Linked DNA regions of Sus scrofa: regions 2 and 3 are each linked to region 1. Evidence: chromatin contacts called from public HiChIP or PLAC-seq data. All regions are on one chromosome and are shown on one strand. The core of a region is the stretch at or near the end of the contact, and the rest is flanking DNA. Distances in the headings are between cores, read along the strand shown. Region 1 overlaps MAML2 (mastermind-like protein 2). Region 2 overlaps MAML2 (mastermind-like protein 2). Region 3 overlaps MAML2 (mastermind-like protein 2).

Region 1 (3,101 bases), core at 305-2,804:
TCACTGCCTTGCATTGTTTTATTTCACACCGCTAGGTACTTTTAGTCTGTATTTTCAAATTCTTTCTTCAAACATCCATGCCCTTGGGCAGACATATTAGCTCATTTTACATCGAGAATCTCATTACATCAAATAAAAAATCCTAAGCCTGATAAAATGATTTACCCCCTCAATTTAACTTTTATTTTCGTCTCCCACCAGCTTCCCTGAAGTGGGTTTGCTGCCAAGCTATAATACTATTTTAGACTGAGTCATCCAGGCGCACTGAACAGCTTTTACTCTGCTCCTAATGCTTCCCCATTCCTGTTGTTTGAATAAAGAGAATGCGTTCTTCTATGGGTTTGCATTGGAAGTGGTCATGAACGATGGAAAAAAAAAGGGGAAAAAAATGGAGGCTTAAATCCAGGGAGTTTGGCCCTAAGTAAACACAGCCTCCCCTCTCTCCCCATCTCTGTGGCTCCTGAAAGGCGGATGGAGGGCTATACATTTTTAAGCCCTACTGATGCCTCGAAACCACTGGAAGCAGATGAAGGCAGTGGTATAGCTTAGGACATAATGCTTCATTTATTCATGGGGGGAGAGTATTTGGAGTCACACACAGAAGGTGTGGTTAGAGACAACTCCTGGAAAAATTAAAAATAAAAACGAAACATGAGGGGAAGTCTGCTCCAGGGAATTGGCATGCCATCACCAGAGTGGCAGAGTTTCGAAAAAAATAATCAAGGAATCATACCTTCTGAGGGAAATCCAGACCATTCTTTTGATGGCCCAGACTCTGCCCCGGGGTGAAAGATATTCCAGGCTGAGAAATGTACTAGGACGGCTCCTGGCAAGGAATCCACACAGAGGCAGCTGACTTTAATGTCTGTCTCTCAGAGTCATCGTTTTATCCTAATCTGCTCCACTCCTGCTCCTTCTCACGGTCTCCTCCCTCCCCACTCAGAACCTCGGTTTTAAATGAATTCACACAAGTCAGCCCCAAGTAGCCCTGGTTTTGCAAATCCCACTCTCTCAGTGTTGTGGCTTCTGCAGCTGTGATCTCAGAGACTCGGGCCCTCCCTACACTTGCATTGATTTCTGTTGCAGGCTGCGTGGATGGGAAAGCCTGAAATATTTTTGGAAATAAAGAAGTAGCATCTAAAGCTTCACTAAGCAGAGAGGCCCCCACCATAAAAGGAAATTGTGACTACTGAAAGGTCTCTCTCCTTATTGGACTCCCCTGAGAGCTGGGTAAATGGCAGATATGAGGGCCCCACTCAGGTGTCCTTGTCAGCAGAAGGGGCTCAGGCCCCACGCGCTGAGCTCCCATGGCTAGGATTAAGTAGAGCTGGAATGTGAAACACAGCCAATAACTCCCATCCAACCGGCAGAGAAGTAAACAGGAGTGGGGAGGGTGAGGGCGGGAGGAGGTGAGCTGGCTGGGATTAAAAACTGTGTGGCCATGGTCTCCAGCAAAGCAGGGAGAGCCAGCAGCAAGCATCACCGGAAACCCAGGTTGTCGGAGTTATGCTTCTGCTGAGGTTCTGAATCAGGAAAAGCAGAAGTGGGAGAGGATGGGCGGGTTCCCATGCTGGCTGGGGCCACACGGGGAGTTTCACACAGAGAGAAGAGGGGGTGAAGCAAAGAGCGGAGGCATGCTAAATGCTTCAGGTGGGAAGTGAACTTGATTTTACTCCATTCATCCTGCATGTAATCTTGGCTCAGAAAATTAAATTAACTTAAATTCGATAAAGAAGATGTGGTGCATATATACGATGGAATATTGTTTAGCCCATAACAAGGAGTGAAATAATGTCATTTGCAGCCACATGGATGGACCTAGAGATTATCATATTAGGTGAATTAAGTCAGACAGAGTAAGACCAATATCGTATGATATCTCTTATATGTGGACTCTGATAAAGTGATACAAAAAGAAATTATTTATAAAATAGAAAGAAACCATTTTGAAATTAAACTTAGGGTTACTAAAGGGGAAACTCTGGGGCAGGGGAGACAGATGACTTAGGAGGACAGGATTAACGCATGCACACTGTTATATATAAAATAGATAATTAACAAGGACCTACTGTGTGGCACAGGGAGGTCTACTTGATGTTCTATAATAACCTATATGGGACAAAAGCATGGATCTATACACACACACACACACACACACACACATATATAAAACCGATTCACTATTCCTTTTTTGGGGGGGCGCTCAACTGTGGCATATGGAAGTTCCCTGACCAGGGGTCAAATTGGAGCGGCAGCTGCTGGCCTACGCCACAGCCACGCCACAGCAATGCCAGATCTGAGCCACATCTGTGACCTACACTGAAGCTTGCAGCAACACCAGATCCTTAACCCACTAGGTGAGGCCAGGGATCTAACTGGCATTCTCATGGATACTAGCTGGGTTCATAACTTGCTGAGCCATGACAGGAACTCATGATTCACTTTGTTGTAAACCTGAATCTAATACAACATTGCAAATCAACTATACCCCGATAGAATTTATTTTTTAAAAATTGGCCAACATATGCCTCACTTGCTACCTCCTACAGGGTCTGGTCAGGATGATCATTCTATGAACACGGGGCCTCTGAACCACGTATGCGAGATCTGGTTGTGAACAAGCAAACCACAGTCTTCAAAGACTTCAAAGACTCACTGGGGTCTAGTGGGAGAGACTGACAGTGGCTGAACCAACATAAAAGGTCAGGAAGTAATAAGTGCTCTGACGAAATATGAAGAAGAGCAGGAGAGGAGAGTGTGCCATGTCACAGAGGATGGTCAGGAAGGACTGCTCTGTGGCCCCATTATGGGAGGGGACACCTCAGTGAGAGGAGTCCCAGGGTCTCAAATTGGGCCATTGAGAGCAGAGAGGGGCCAAGGGTTCGGATTCCGAGTCTATTGGAGCACCATTTTCTTGTCTTTTCTTTTTTATTTTTAAAAATTAAAGTATGGTTGATTTACAATGTTGTACCAGCCAATTTCTGCTGTACAGCAAAGAGACCCAGTCATACACACACACACACACACACACACACACACACTTCTTTTTCTCATATTATCTTCTGTCATGTTCTGTGGCAAGAGATTGGATAGAGTTCCCC
Region 2 (3,101 bases), core at 448-2,947, 160 kb after region 1:
CTGTGCACGTTCCCTCTGTTGCCTCTTGATCACTGATAACTCTGAACTGTCAGCATCCTCTCTGGCCACTTCTCACCCCAAAATGATGGCCTCTTTGCCTAGGGGGAGAGGACAATAGGAACAATTTCTTTCACTTGTCAAGTACCCCACTTTATTCTTTATTTTTATTTTTTTTAGCTTATTCCTAAAATGCCAAACAACAAAGTCACAGAGGGCTATTTTTAAGGAAAGAAATATCCTTGTCTGTCTTGGAACAGAGCACTCAAAAGCCGAGAGTGATGTGTTATCATCATGACAACCTGGATTGATGCCCTTAGTTCCAACCAAACAAGATTTTATACTTGAGATAGATTGTAAACACTAGCTTCTGAGATTCATGGAGTTAAATAAGTCCACACACTTATATGTTTATGTCTCTAAACCACCAATCAGGCAAAGAAGTGGCTTGAGAAGTAGCTACCAAAAAGAAGAGGGGGGAAAAAAAGGCTAATTCTCCATTTCCACAATTATTTCTCCCCTTCTCTTCCACATAAGCAGATGATATTGCTTCTCAGACAAAAAACCCAAAAAGCTTTTAATCCCTGTTCTGTGTAGTACAAGCCTCAATCTGTACAGCGCTGTGATAAATATTGTAAGATCCATTCATCCATCCAATTGATATCCATCTAATGTTTAGCTCATCCGTGGAAGGTACTATCTAAAGCAGAGTGCAGGCCTCCGCACACAAAACAGGGTCTATACTTTGTAAAAATTCACAGTTTGAGAGATAAGCAAGCTGAGTAGATATCTATGATTCAAGGCAATATGTTTTGAGTGTCACTTCAGGGCCACAAATCAGTGTAAAGAAACGAGGAATCACTCCTGGGGAACAGTGAGAGACAGCACTGCAGAGAACGCAGCATTTTGCCTGACTAGATACTATAGCAAAATCAAGACAGCTGTACCTAAACTAATTTTTATTTAGTTAGTTAGTTATTTTGGTCTTTTTAAGGCTGCTCCTGCGGCATATAGAGGTTCCTGGGCTAGGGGTCGAATAGGAGCTACAGCTGCCAGCCTACACCACAACCACAGCAACGCGGGATCTTTAACCTCCTGAGCAAGGCCAGGAATCGAACCTGTGTCCTCACGGATACTAGTGGGGTTCGTTAACCTCTGAGCCACAACGGGAACTCCCTAAACTAATTTAAATAGAACAAAAGGTATCTTAGCAGAATTAAATCTTGATGTGCTAACCTGGTATTGTGAAAAACATTATAATAATGTTAATATGGCCTGGCACATAACAGTGCTCCATAAATGCTAATATCCTTTTGTGGGTGTTTTTAAATTTTTTTAACCCTCAGGGAAGTAGTTCTCAAACTGGGGTCACCATTAGGATCATCAAGAGGGTTTGTTAAAAGAGCGCTAAACCCCATCCCCAGAGCCTCCAATTCAGACAGTCTGGGGTGGGGTCCAATACTCTGCATGTGTAAAGAATCCCCCATGATGCCACTGCTGCTGTTCTGGGGACCACACTTTGAGAAGCACTTAAGGAATAGCTGAGGGAATAGTTTAGGTGCTGTGTGAATCTGATTTTGCAATCATTTTTTCATTTCAGAGATCAGTTCCATAGGTCCCAGCTTTTAAACTGCACTTTTTTTCTTAAGGTCTTACTAAAGGAAAGGGGAACAAAAAGTAACACCACTTTATATAGACCTGACCTTTTGGTAAGCCTGCGCAGCAACTTCCCATGTGGAGTAAATTAATCTCTTTCATGCATGCTTTGTGCTCGGGAAAAAGTGAAACAGATTCTGTTCAACATTTACCAAATGCTTCTTCTGTTGCAGGTCCCTGTGCTAAAGCCCATCAGGACTCATCTCTGCCCTGAGGAGCTTACAGGGAGGGAGGTGGACAGCCCAGCAAAACAGTCACTAGAGTTCAACACGTTAAATGCTATAATGAGATATGTAAAACATTATGATGGATTGAGAGTTATGAGAGGGTGAAAGAGGAACAAACTCAAGCTGGCAAGCTGGGGAGGCAGTGGATGGAGAAGTCTTTCCTAATACAATGACCCATAGTTCTTTGAGCAGTGAATGTGAACAGGAGATTTTTAAACAGAAACTGGAAGGGCTTTCCAGGTGGAGGGAACAGCACAGCAACGTCAAGCACACGTTGCCTTCTAGGGCTGCCAACAGTTTTGTTCAGCAACATCACATCAGAAAGCCCTTTGTGTGCTTTGCTAATGAATTTGAATTTATGATAAACATAAGAATATTTTTGAAAAAACCACTCTGGCAGCTTCATATTGGAAGGGATTAGCCTGAAAGCAGGGCAATTGCTTGGGATATTTTTATTACAGTAAAAGTGAGAAAATGAGAGATCTGGAGAAGCTAACAATGCAGCAGTGAGGAGAATGGAGAAGAGAGGATGAGGTGAGATAGTAAGGCAGCAGACAATAGAGAAATTGGGTCATTTCTAGAAACTGAAAAGTGAGTGAGAGGGTGGAATCCATGAGAACTCTCATATTTCTGGCTGAGATGAAAGACTATCATTTACTGCTATGAAGAGTACAGGAGAAAGAACAGCTTCAAGGGGAAACTGTAGTTGAGGACATTGAAACTGACATGACCATGGGTCAACCAAGTAGACCTGGCCATTACACAGTTGAATATGTGGCCTTGGGCAAAGGAGGAAGGTTTTAAAACCCTAGGCTAATCCAAAGCCATCCCACAGAGGGCACAGAGGGAGCAGATCTATTACTAAGTTAATTATGGATGATATCTTCATTATAAGGAGAGAAGCAGCATCAGAAAAGTCTCCCCATTGCTGAGTGGTCACTTGCAGTGTTCAGTGCCTAAACTCACAGACCTTCTTAATAATGACCTTTTGTTCATTCCTGCATTCAGTACACCGAAAAAAGAAGGGAGATGTTGTGTGTCAAAGTCCTTTGCAAACTACAAAGCACTATGCAATATTTAAGGGAAGACACACAAAGAGAGGAGAAAGAAGAGGACAAATGACAAATTTCTCAGGGCTTAGCCAACATCTAAGTATTGAATCTAGTTCCTCCCTGGTTCTCAGTCAACCAGACATCCTCCGGTCCCTTGACCTGGTTTGCA
Region 3 (3,101 bases), core at 368-2,867, 130 kb after region 1:
GAAATGAGGAGTTAACTAGCTACTAGACGATCCTTCTGAGGAGATAAATGTATGGCTTTTCTTTCCAGTATCTATTGGGAAGCCTTTTTGAAACAATGCTGATGACACTCTCATTAGCGCTAAGGGTGGGAAACACTGTCCTTTGGGGTCTGGATCTCTGTCTGACAATAAAACAGGTATTGCCCCTTAATGTTTGCTGCCTGAGTCAGAGTTCTTGGGACAGTCGTCGTTGTAAAGGTCAACATAAGAGCAAGATCCAAACCCTTCATTTCCTGCTGGGATCCCATAAACAACACCAGTACACAGAGCCAAACCAATGGGCACTTGGTTTGTTTCAGGTTAAGTTTGTGGAATTTTCTGAAGCTCTAGTTTGCTTTGTTTAATCATTTTAGAAATTATGTAGGTATCATGCTGGTTTAAAGTAGTTCATTAGGTCTATTTTTGGACATGTTTGGCTTCAGTTACAACATAGATATTTGGGTTTTGTTGTTCACTTCAGAGTGCAGCTCCTTCTGGCTTTTGGCTATGACTCCTTGGTTTATGGCCTTGCTATTGGTGCCCATATGAGTGTGATTGAGCAGAAAGCTGCAGCTCATCACCACCCTGGCCACAGAAACTTCTGTGCCCCGAAGGAGTTAGTTTGCTCTTTGTTTTGAGGAGGACTCAATAACAACGCAAGCACCAGACCAAGAGTTTTTAGGATGTATGCACTCCCCAACTTTCTATTGCTTGTTCTAAAATTATAAGACTTCACGAAGAAAAGTAGCTTACTTCATATTATATTTATGAAAAGGTATAAAAGTCTCAATGTTTTCAGTCTTCCTGAAGCTGTTTACTTGAGTACTCTGTGAAGAAAAAAAGATAGGAAAAAAAAGTTCTTAAAAATCTCCAGGGATTTTAAAAAAGCCCATTTACCCGTATTTTGCAACGGCCCTGGTTGTGAAATCATCAGGCTGAAAAATACTGGAGGAGCATTGAGGGTGGATTTTAGTGACAAGATTTCCTCAAGGCTGCAGACAAACCAAATTCATTAAAAGAAAGAAACAGAAGTGGTAGATTTCATCATAAAATGGGGAAAACATTTTCCAGCTGAATTATGGATACAGCACAGAACACAGTTGTTTCAGTTTTTAAAACCTCGGTTTCTACAGGCTGTAACAGAACATTTCAATTGGCTCACTTCATGAAAGCCATCTGCACCTGCTCACAAAACAGCTTAAAGAAAAAAATCTGCACGAAGGAGTTTAACTTATACGACAATAAGGAATAGCCTCTGGTACACACACACACAAAGGAGGAGCGGTATGAAGCAAGGGGTATCATAATTTTTTTAAACTACCAATAAATAATCATCTAAGATCAGCTTACAGCATTATTTCAGTTTTACCTGTGGCAGCTCCACTTGCCTGTTCTGGTTGTATGTTAAAAGTTAGGCGATTAAAATTCAATTATGTGGGGTTTTCTTTTATGTAGCCTAGGGTTGAATGAATTACTGGCAGGAAACTTTAGCTCATGAATTCAATCAAAAATCCTTTCATTTGTCAGAGCTGCTTCCTGCCCTTCTCCTTTAAACATCTGCTTCTCCAGTTCAGGGAGAAAACACACAAACACACACACACATATACACACACACACACTCCCTCCCTCCCTCCCTCTCCCTCTCTCTCTGTTAAAATAATAAGCAATCACCAAAACTTCCCTTGCAAAAGTTACAGATTCTCTCTTAAACACACACTTGCTCCCAGTAGAGTTTATTTAATATATCTTTAATAGCTTCCTTGTATTCCTCTCTTCCTTTCCGCTTTTAAATTCTGGAAAATCTCAAGCTGACAAAAGAAGACATTTTAAAAATGCGAACCTTCGCAGGGATAAACCCCAGCCAGCCTCCAGGCCAATGGGATGGAGGCAAAGCAGCCAGGAGGTGGGGGTGGTGGGGGGAAAGGGGCTGGCTGTCGGGAATTGCTTGCACTCCTTAAATGGCTGGCACTTCCTGCCAGAAAAGGCCAGCTCTGCACAAACAGAAATAGAGTGGAAAGAAAACAGGAGGTATTGCTCAAGTTCAAAACAATCTGCGCGTGTCCACACTACAAGCGGGACACCAGCCGCGCAGCTCTGGCCTTGCCAGAGCATCACCTGAGAAGCCCACATCCCTTTCTCAGCAGCCTTAGACTCATGTCTACCCCACGCCGCCAGGAAGGCAAACCCAGATGTTAAAATTAGGAGGAAAACTTAAAGTGCCTTCTGAACAGCCAGGCTTCTCTGAGCATGACCCAAATCCTTTAGGGGTCCCAGAGCCCTCCTTCTGCATGGATGGACTTCTCTTTGGGAAACTGACTTGGGGCAGATCTCAGTGCCTTATTCTTTCTCCTGAAAATCTTGTTCCTTCCTCTAGAGAAGTCTGAGTGAAGATTAGTTAAAACTTGGGGGCTGTACTGCCTAATGATCGAAACCCTATTAAAAGATCTTTTAAAATATTATCACTATTTTTGAGAATCTCAAATATAAATCCTAGAGGGAAAGACATCTGTTTTAAGAATCCTACCTAGAACTTACAAACATTTTAAACTGTACAAAATGATGATGCTTTAATAAGACATGGTACATAATACAACCAGCTGTTGTATCATGGAGAAGCATTAAGAATGTTTTCATATCTAAGTTATGCTCGTAATTCTAAAAGTAGATAAAGAAGCTTCCGGTTATTTTACCCTTCATATTCGTATGGATAGAAAAATTTGACCTACAATGATTAGAAATTACTGGCATCCCCAAAGCTACTACAATCAATACATTCATAATTCCTACATGTTGTAATGATTCACCCTTAAATTTTTTAAATAAATGGGTTATGCGGCTAAAGCCATTTATTGTTATGTTAATAGCAGTAATAACAAGAGCTAATATTTCTGAGCACTCGCCATGTGCCAACTGTGATACAAAGTTCTTTACATGCATAATTTATTGTAATCTCCACAACCCAGTGTAGAACTATGATTATGCACATATGAAGAAATAGCGATTTAGATCATTAATTTGCCATAGGTCAGAGAGTTAGTATGTAGCAAAGCTGCGACTTGTACCCAACAGCTGGACTGTCAGTG

What was found. HiChIP or PLAC-seq counts read pairs in DNA pulled down with a chosen protein or histone mark.
Region 2: a contact with region 1 is called in an H3K27ac HiChIP or PLAC-seq map of alveolar macrophages. The contact joins two enhancer-like sites. A contact is called at or near these places in 1 of 47 Hi-C or Micro-C datasets (embryonic fibroblasts) and 1 of 2 datasets of contacts at active chromatin or transcription factors (alveolar macrophages).
Region 3: an H3K27ac HiChIP or PLAC-seq map of alveolar macrophages shows a contact between it and region 1. The contact joins two enhancer-like sites. A contact is called at or near these places in 2 of 47 Hi-C or Micro-C datasets (embryonic fibroblasts and epiblast stem cells) and 1 of 2 datasets of contacts at active chromatin or transcription factors (alveolar macrophages).

What each region holds. Positions count from the first base shown.
Region 1 is chr9:28,142,972-28,146,072 of Sscrofa11.1, forward strand. The region is part of intron 1 of MAML2 (mastermind-like protein 2); the gene reads right to left. Among named protein-coding and RNA genes, the nearest start is that of MTMR2, 170 kb to the left of the region's middle. Within about 2 kb of position 1,555, at least 14 of the 83 cell types and tissues checked have an H3K27ac peak or open chromatin away from gene starts, as enhancers often do. A contact at or near this core is called in alveolar macrophages, where this site is marked.
Region 2 is chr9:28,299,909-28,303,009 of Sscrofa11.1, forward strand. The region is part of intron 1 of MAML2 (mastermind-like protein 2); the gene reads right to left. Among named protein-coding and RNA genes, the nearest start is that of MAML2, 72 kb to the right of the region's middle. Within about 2 kb of position 1,698, at least 6 of the 83 cell types and tissues checked have an H3K27ac peak or open chromatin away from gene starts, as enhancers often do. A contact at or near this core is called in alveolar macrophages, where this site is marked.
Region 3 is chr9:28,270,929-28,274,029 of Sscrofa11.1, forward strand. The region is part of intron 1 of MAML2 (mastermind-like protein 2); the gene reads right to left. Among named protein-coding and RNA genes, the nearest start is that of MAML2, 100 kb to the right of the region's middle. Within about 2 kb of position 1,618, at least 38 of the 83 cell types and tissues checked have an H3K27ac peak or open chromatin away from gene starts, as enhancers often do. A contact at or near this core is called in alveolar macrophages, where this site is marked.